Linked DNA regions of Mus musculus: region 1 is linked to region 2. The links are chromatin contacts, called in public Micro-C maps. All regions are on one chromosome and are shown on one strand. Each heading gives the region's core, a stretch centred on a gene start, on an enhancer-like site or on the middle of the called end of the contact. The rest is flanking DNA. Distances are from core to core; before and after follow the strand shown.

Region 1 (3,659 bases), core at 1,008-3,507, 91 kb before region 2:
AAGGTGTGTTTTGGTCAGTTACAAAGGAGTAAATTCCGATGAATGTCTCTTTTTTTCTCCCATTTGTCTTCGTACCCAAACTGGGAGTTTTTGGAGTACTCAGACACTCAGTGAATATTTGTGGAATGAATGGGTGAATGAATAAAATTGTGAACTATATGTGAGTTTGTCTTAGACCTGTGATATTTGGATGAACAGACCGATCCTCATTTTGGGAGACAGACAGACCCCTTGTGTCTATTCAATTCTTCCTTAGCTCATTCTGGTTTTTTGCTCGTTTGCTTTGGATTCTGTTGTTGTGTTCTTTGTTTGTCTGTTTGGGAAGGGTCCCATGTAGCCAAGGCTGGCCTCAGCAACACTATGTAATCGAAGATGGTCCTCCTGCCTCCACATCCCTGAGGGCTAGGATTACAGGCATACACCATCTTGCTGTGTTTACATAGTACAGGCCTTCGTGCATGCTAGGCAAGCAGCCTACTGAGCTACATGCCCAGCTCCAGTTCTTACTGGATATATTGGAACCAAAATAAATCTCTCTTTAGATTGTTTCTTTCCCCTTTGGTCTCCCTTTCCCCACTGTGATGGCAAGTTTTGTTTAGACTTACTTGGTCTACAAGTTACTTTGTGTTGCTATGGTTATTACATTTATGGAAGAGTTTGTTTTTATGTCCTGAGAGAGAGGAGGGAAGAATGTAATGATGGGGGAGGCACACCAGCAGGTGGCCAGATCAGGACACTAAGAGGTCACCACAAGTATATAGCAGAGAGAGAGAGACAGAGAGAGAGAGAGAGAGAGAGAGAGAGAGAGAGAGAGAGAGAGAGAGAGAGAGAGAGAGAGATGTCCAGCCCCTACTTTTTAGCTGAGCTCATCCACGTATGGAAACTTCAATATATAATCTATATGAAGGACAACACAAAGATCAAGAATGTGATGAAGGAGGAGGAGGAAGAGGAGAAGAGGGAGGAAGGAGGAGGAAGAGGAGGAGGAGGAGGAGGAGGAGGAGGAGGCAGTTGTACCAGCAACAGAGGAGGTTAGGAATGAGTGGATGAGTCATGGGTAAATCCTTTAAGGGGAGCACCAGGCAGGGATCTTCAGGGATCTTGACATACAGCTCTCCACAAGCCATATTTGCTAATATTCTTTTCCCTCGGTGACTTCTGCTATCTAACAAGTCCTGACAGGCTTTTTAATGGCAGCTCATGACAATGAATTGGGTTACAAGAATTTGACAGCAAGCAGATAGCCCTGCCTAAGACTTCAATTCTGGTGATAGACTGAGAATCACTGCAGAGAACCTTTGTGAAGGAAAATATTTGGGGGATGGGTTAATCCATGTCACTGTGGGCCACCTCCTAAGAGTCTGACTTTCTTTCCTGTAAGTCCTGGCCACTGACCACTCTTACCCTTCATGATTTCGTTGTCTTACTCCCTCTTCTCTAGGCTAAGTCACTGCCATCTTGTGGGACTTGGTCACACTGCCAGATAAGTCCTACCATCTAGAGAAGCCTCAAGGAGATCTCTATCACTGTCAGCATGTTCAAGGCCTGCCTGAATTACAGAGTTCAGAGCAAGCCTAGGCAACTTATAAATAAAGAGTGAAGAGAGGTCTCAGGGTGTATCTAAGATGTAAAGCCCCTGCCTAAATTCCCCAGTAAGGTGCTGGGAGTGTGGTTCAGTGGTAGAGAGCTTGCCTAGCATATATGAAGCCATAGATTCAATCTCTAATACTGCAGAAAGGGAGACAGGGGAGAAAAATGGAAATTTACTTATACCGCAGAGCTCCTAGGATGCCTTCTTTAATGATATCTATTCATACGTCTATTTCCCGGAGAAACCCTTTAGTTTTCTTTAGTTTTATTCAGTGTTAAACAATAAGTAGTTTATCCCTCTTTGTGTGTGTGTGTGTGTGTGTGTGTGTGTGTGTGTGTGTGTGTGTGTGTAAACAGATTCTGATGTAGCCCAGGCTGGTCCTTAATTCTTCATGTCTCCAGCAGGACATTGATCTTCTGAGCCTCCTGTCTGCATCACCAGTGGTGGGATGACAGGTGTACACTGTGGCACCAGGCTCTTTGGGCATTTCTAAATGTGAATTCCAATGCTTGCTTCCTTTACTTGATGCTCTATGCTTTGAGACTGGCTTACATAGACCAGTGGGAAATGGGCATTTCCTTTATTTCATTGTAGAGTTCTGCAGTAGTCACATTTGGCCAGTTATTCCATCTAGCACCTGCTCTATCCATCCAGTGCTGACAGACATTTGGAGTATGTCCAGCCTGGTCTTTTGTAAACAATGCTGCTAAGAGCTTTCTCATGCTTACCGTTCCCAAGCCTGTGTGGGAAAGCCTCCCCCAAACTGTATACAAACTGTAGTGCTTCGGGATCACACGAAGATGGCATACATTGTGATCATTCTCACAATTCTAAAACATTTTACATTTTATTTATTTATGTGTACGGGTGTTTTGCTTGCATGTAAGTCTGTATACCATGTTCCTACAGTGCCTGTGGAGGCCAGAGAAGGCATAATATCCCCTAGAGATGGAGTTACAGCCAGCCATGAGCCAATTCATGGAACTGGGAATTGAACCCAGGTCTTCTGGAAGAGCAACCAATGCTCTTAAATACCAAGACATCTCTCTAGCTTCGTGCTGTGATAGTTTTAGTTGTCAACTTGATACAAACTAGAATCATCTATAAGGAGGGTCTCAACAAGGGATGGATTGCCTAGATTAAGTTAGCCTGTAGGCATATCTTGGAGAGATTGTCTTGATTGCCTTAATTAAGGTAGGATGATGGAGCCCACTGTGGGTGGCAACATTCCCTAGGTTTGAGCATAAAACTGTGTGTGCATAGCGGGGTGGTGGTGGTGCATACCTTTAATCCCAAAACTTGGGAGGCAGAGGCAGGCAGATTTCTGAGTTCGAGGCCAGCCTGATCTACAAAGTGAGTTCCAGGACAGCCAGGGCTATACAGAGAACCCTGTCTCGAAAAAAAAAAAAAAAAAACAACCAACCTTCTTCCCCCACAAAAGCCCCCCAAAACAAAAACAAAAACAAAAAAACCCGTGTGTGCACAAAGAGTTGAGCAGTAATGGCCATGCACACACTCATTTCTCTCTGCTCATGATGGGATATGATGTCACTAGCTGCTGCAAGTTCCTGCTTTGACTTCCCTACTGGAAGTCAAGATGGACTGTAACCCCGAGTTGTAAGCTAAATAAACCCTTGTTTTCACCCTAAGTTGCTTTTTGTCTGGTATTTTATTATAGCAACAGCAACAAAATTCAGGCATATGTTCAGGGCTGTAGCCTGCAACTAACAAGTCCCCAACTGGCTCTTGTTCCAAGTTCTTGGTCCTCAGCTAGTGGAGTTGTCCTGAAGGCTGCGGAGCAGAAGTGTCTCAGTAGGGACAAGGTTTAGAAGGTTAGAGCCAGCTTGGCTTCCAGCCTGCTTCCTCAGCTTCCTAGTGATCTCCATGTAGACAAACTGCTGCTCTTTGCACAACAATCCTAGATAGAATTGTTGATCATGCCTTTCCTGGCATGGCAGATGGAGACACTCTGAAACCACAAGCCAAAATAACAGCATATTCCTTTAAGCTGTTTATGTCAGGCTGCTGGATATGGTGGCCATACCTGCAATCTCAGCACTAGGATGAT
Region 2 (3,930 bases), core at 672-3,171:
TAGAGAAACATCTTACTTACTGTTCCATCATGAGAAGTTGTAGTGGGAATTTTGGTTTCTTTAAAAACACAGAAACATAAGAATGTTTTCATTTTAATCCCAGGTGTGGGATATGAGGCTGCCTCAGATTGTCCATAGCAGTTGACTGTGATTTGTCTCGTGTTCTAGCAGGGGCGTGGTTTTGACAGCTGCAGGTAGTTTTTGTGACTGTATGATGTTTGGAATTCTGGGGACTTTTCCTGTGTCACTCAGACCTCTGAGTAGCAGACTTGACACCCACACCACCAAGCCTGGCTCTCCATGTCCTTTTTTTTTTTTTTTTTTTTTAGTGAAAAACTGTAAAGGTGCTTGCTGTTAATTGTGTAAAACACCAAGGACAACAAAGGAAAACGAACTCCCTCCCCCCCCCCCAAGCCCCCAAACAACAATACCTTTATTGAAATGAGGGCCAGGCTTGGTGGCTAGGACTGCAATCCTAGTATTTGGGAGGTGAAGTTAAGAGATCAGGAATCATCAGTTAGGGGCTAACTAGCCTAGGCTAACTGAGATGGCATAAACAAAGGAACACTAAAATCTCCATCAAGGTCCAAACAAACAAAAGCAAACAAGAAAACACTTCGTTCCCTTTTAAAAGAAACCCAACCAATCTAACCTGGAACTTACTTTATAGACAAGGATGCTTGTGAGTCTCTGATCTTCCTGCCTCTACCTTCCAAGTGCTGGGATTATAGGCTTGCCACCAGCAAGCCTGGCTGTGAAGAGCTGGAGGTGGGGGGTGGGGTGGGAATATCCAGTTGAGGTCTAGGCAAGCACTCAACTTCAGCTCAACAGCTTAACTACATCCCATCTCCAAACCCCCAAACCCGAACATGCCCCCTGAACCGCCCCCCTTCCATGCTCCAACCAAAAGCTTAAATCTAAGTCAACCAAACAAAACTAACCAATGAACAACAGCAACAAACTTTAATCGGATGGGAAGAATGAAGTGGGAGTCCCTGAATTCACTCAGCTGATTCTTATCTGCTGGCAGTCTGGTTTCTTTCTCTGGCCTAAGCAATTAAAAAAAAAAAAAAATTAGAGGGCAGGTTTGGATTCCAGTCTTTGGAACTCCTGGGTCTCAGGAAAAGAAGTAGGTTGTGGAGACCCATCAGGGCCATAAATCCAAGTGCATGGCACCAAAATAAGAGTTTACAGAGTAGGGGCAAGCACAGAAGCACCAACTAAGATGGTCAGAACTCTCCCAGGGCTCAAGCAAGAAGGACACAGGGCCTTGCTCTGAAAGTAGCGGAATCCGAGTCTCCAGGCCAGATTTTCCCTCTAGCCATTCCGGGCCAAGCTAAGCAGAGCAGCTAAGCCAAGAGAAAGGGATGTCTTCCTCGTCTGCCGGGATGGAACAAACCCGGCTGCTTAGAGAGCGCTGAGAACCCCAAGGGTCCCTCACAGCCCTTAGCAGCCAACAGGACATGACTGCTCTTGGTCCGGCGCGCTCCCCGCTCTCTCCAGACACCCCCACCCTTTCCGGGTGCGCGCGCAAGAGTGGGCCAGCTTCCCCTAGCTGTGCGCTCCGCAGCCTGCGGGTGGCAGCGGCGTTGGCGACTGGCTCTCAGGGAAGAGGGTGACCAAGGGACCGCGAAGGAGGAGTCGGCGCCGCAGCCGCTCCCCTCGGGACCGCGCCCCGCCTTCCGTCGCCACCTGAGCATCCCCTCTTGGCTCCCAGCTGCTCCAATCTATCCCACCATTCCCTCTAGGGGACCGTGTGTACTCTTAGTGCCGCAGCCGCGGTGTCATTGCATCCGGTGATCGGGACACTCGGATCTTGGTTCCCTTGGGGGCTTGGGACGAGCTGCACGGGCCGTGGTGACAGGCTGCGGGGGCGCCAGCGCGCATCCCTCCCCCGCGACATTTAGAAAGGCGTGTAGACAACTGGTGTGACTTTGGAGGTCCGACTCCTCCTTCCGGCCAGCCTCGCAACGCGCCACCTCCCGAGACAAGCCAGTGTGTCCGGCAGGCCCCGGAGGCTCGTGTAGGGACTTGGAACGTGTCCGGGAACCCGTGGCGCTGTGCGCACTGGTGAGTTTTGCGGGCGGGGTGGGGGCGGAGAGGACGTCGCGCTGGGTCCCTGCTCCCGCCCCTTTCCTGCTGTCCCCCCCTCCACTTTGAGAGAGTCATTGAGATTTGAGCGTGACTGCGGAGCCTGGAGGATGCAGGCACGGGGCGCGGGGTTTTCCTCTTCTCAGAGTGATGGAGAGAGCCGGTGAGCTGAACAAAGACACCCGCCCTGAGGAGCGGGTCCTTTGCTGAAGAACTCTATTTTCGCCCTGCGACGGCCGCCTGCGGGCGAGAGTGTCGGCCGCGCAACTCCAGGAGTGGCGCGCTCTTCCGCCGGCGGGCGCAGAGCTGGAGCCCGGCACCTGCGCGCCACTCCCGCCACATCCCCAGAGCATTCCGACTACCAAAGGATTGTTCCTGAAGGTCTACGTCTGCGGAGGAGGTCCAAAGTCTAAAGGCAACCTGTTTGCTGTTCTACAGGGAGAGACCCTGGGACCTTTATCTTTTGCTGTCTTGTAGAAGGGACTGCGTGCTGTGGACGGAGCAGGCATTTCAGAGACACTTTTGCAAGCCAGGGGCTTCCATGTGAGAGATCAGCCGCGTCCTTCCAGTGGTTACTGGCGCCAGAGAATCGGCGTTTTGTGGTCAACAGCAGCTGGGACCCCCAGCCCTTTGCCCCCTCCCTCGGCCATTGTTCGGTGTGTGGGGTCTACTCCGTCTCAGGCTGCCCTGCGCCTCGCAGGTGAGGCTGGTAGAGGCGTGGGTCCAGGGAAAGGACCGGCCGTGTTGTTTGATGGCTTCACTGAGGAGAGTCAAAGTGTTGTTGGTGTTGAACTTGATCGCGGTGGCCGGCTTCGTGATCTTTTTGGCTAAGTGTCGGCCTATCGCGGTGCGCAGCGGAGACGCCTTCCACGAGATCCGGCCTCGCGCAGAGGTGGCCAACCTCAGCGCGCACAGCGCCAGCCCCATCCAGGATGCGGTCCTGAAGCGCTTGTCGCTGCTGGAGGACATCGTCTACAGGCAGCTTAATGGTAAGGACGTGCCCTGCCGCCTGTGGGTCGTGGTGCAAGCAGGGCACAGGGTGATCTCCCTGGCTCTCTGTATCCTAAGCTGACATCTGAACCAGCCCGATCTCTCTCTTCCATCCCTGCCCTGTGCCTGGGACTATTGTAGAAACCACCACCGGATTCTTTTTCATGATATACTGCAGCTGGAAGTTTGGTCTTCCTCTAGAAACCTGCCACTACAGTCGACTCTTGGTCTCTGCTCGTGACTCCAGCTTAGAACATACTGCAGACTGGGAACCTCTAGAAAGGAAATAGCTGTCAGTTCATGGTGTTTGATGGAGGAGCTGGTAGGGAAGTGGGTGTCATGGCTTGCAAAGTGAGGGCTCGAGTAAATACATTATTCCTTTAGGTTGATTGCATCACTAAGAATGCAGACTCTTTCCTCCCCACTGCCTGGGTGCAAGGTGGTCTATTAACAACCAGTCTACTCCCGAACCTCGTGGCAATCGAGGGTCAAGTTCTTAGTGGGTCTGGGAAGCAGGGGTTTGTTCACAAAGTTAAGCCAAACAAGGAGGCTTGGCATTCAGGTTTGTAGCTTTTTCCAGAACTTGTCTCACCTAAACTATTCTAAATGAGTTGCCATAGAAGAGCGTGTGTGTGTGTGTGTGTGTGTGTGTGTGTGTGTGTGTGTGTGTGTGTGTGTGTTGATATATTGCTTCCACCTGGCTCAAGAGACTGATGGTTCCTGGATGCTTGCTGTCTTCACAGTGTCACGTAGTCTAATATAAAGAAGACATAGTGATTACTGAAGTCTGGCTTTCTGTTCCCAACCTCCTGCATGTTACCAGGGCCTGGAGCTGCCAGCTGTTGTCAC

What was found. A called contact is a pair of places that touch in the nucleus more often than the background predicts.
Region 1: a contact with region 2 is called in a Micro-C map of muscle stem cells, with 3 times the contacts expected there. The contact joins the enhancer-like site here to the promoter of Galnt17 in region 2. A contact is called at or near these places in 1 of 39 promoter capture datasets (embryonic stem cells), 2 of 484 Hi-C or Micro-C datasets (muscle stem cells and myocytes), 5 of 115 datasets of contacts at active chromatin or transcription factors (embryonic stem cells and forebrain) and 2 of 9 other capture datasets (adipose tissue and pancreatic islet).

Annotation. Positions count from the first base shown.
Region 1 is chr5:131,397,034-131,400,692 of GRCm38.p6, reverse strand. The region is part of intron 2 of Gm29681 (predicted gene, 29681); the gene reads left to right. Among named protein-coding and RNA genes, the nearest start is that of Gm29681, 16 kb to the left of the region's middle. Within about 2 kb of position 2,257, at least 2 of the 459 cell types and tissues checked have an H3K27ac peak or open chromatin away from gene starts, as enhancers often do. A contact at or near this core is called in muscle stem cells, where this site is marked.
Region 2 is chr5:131,305,513-131,309,442 of GRCm38.p6, reverse strand. It overlaps Galnt17 (polypeptide N-acetylgalactosaminyltransferase 17), which reads left to right and starts at 1,921. Exons shown (of 11, transcript NM_145218.3): 1 at 1,921-3,080. The coding sequence starts at 2,843.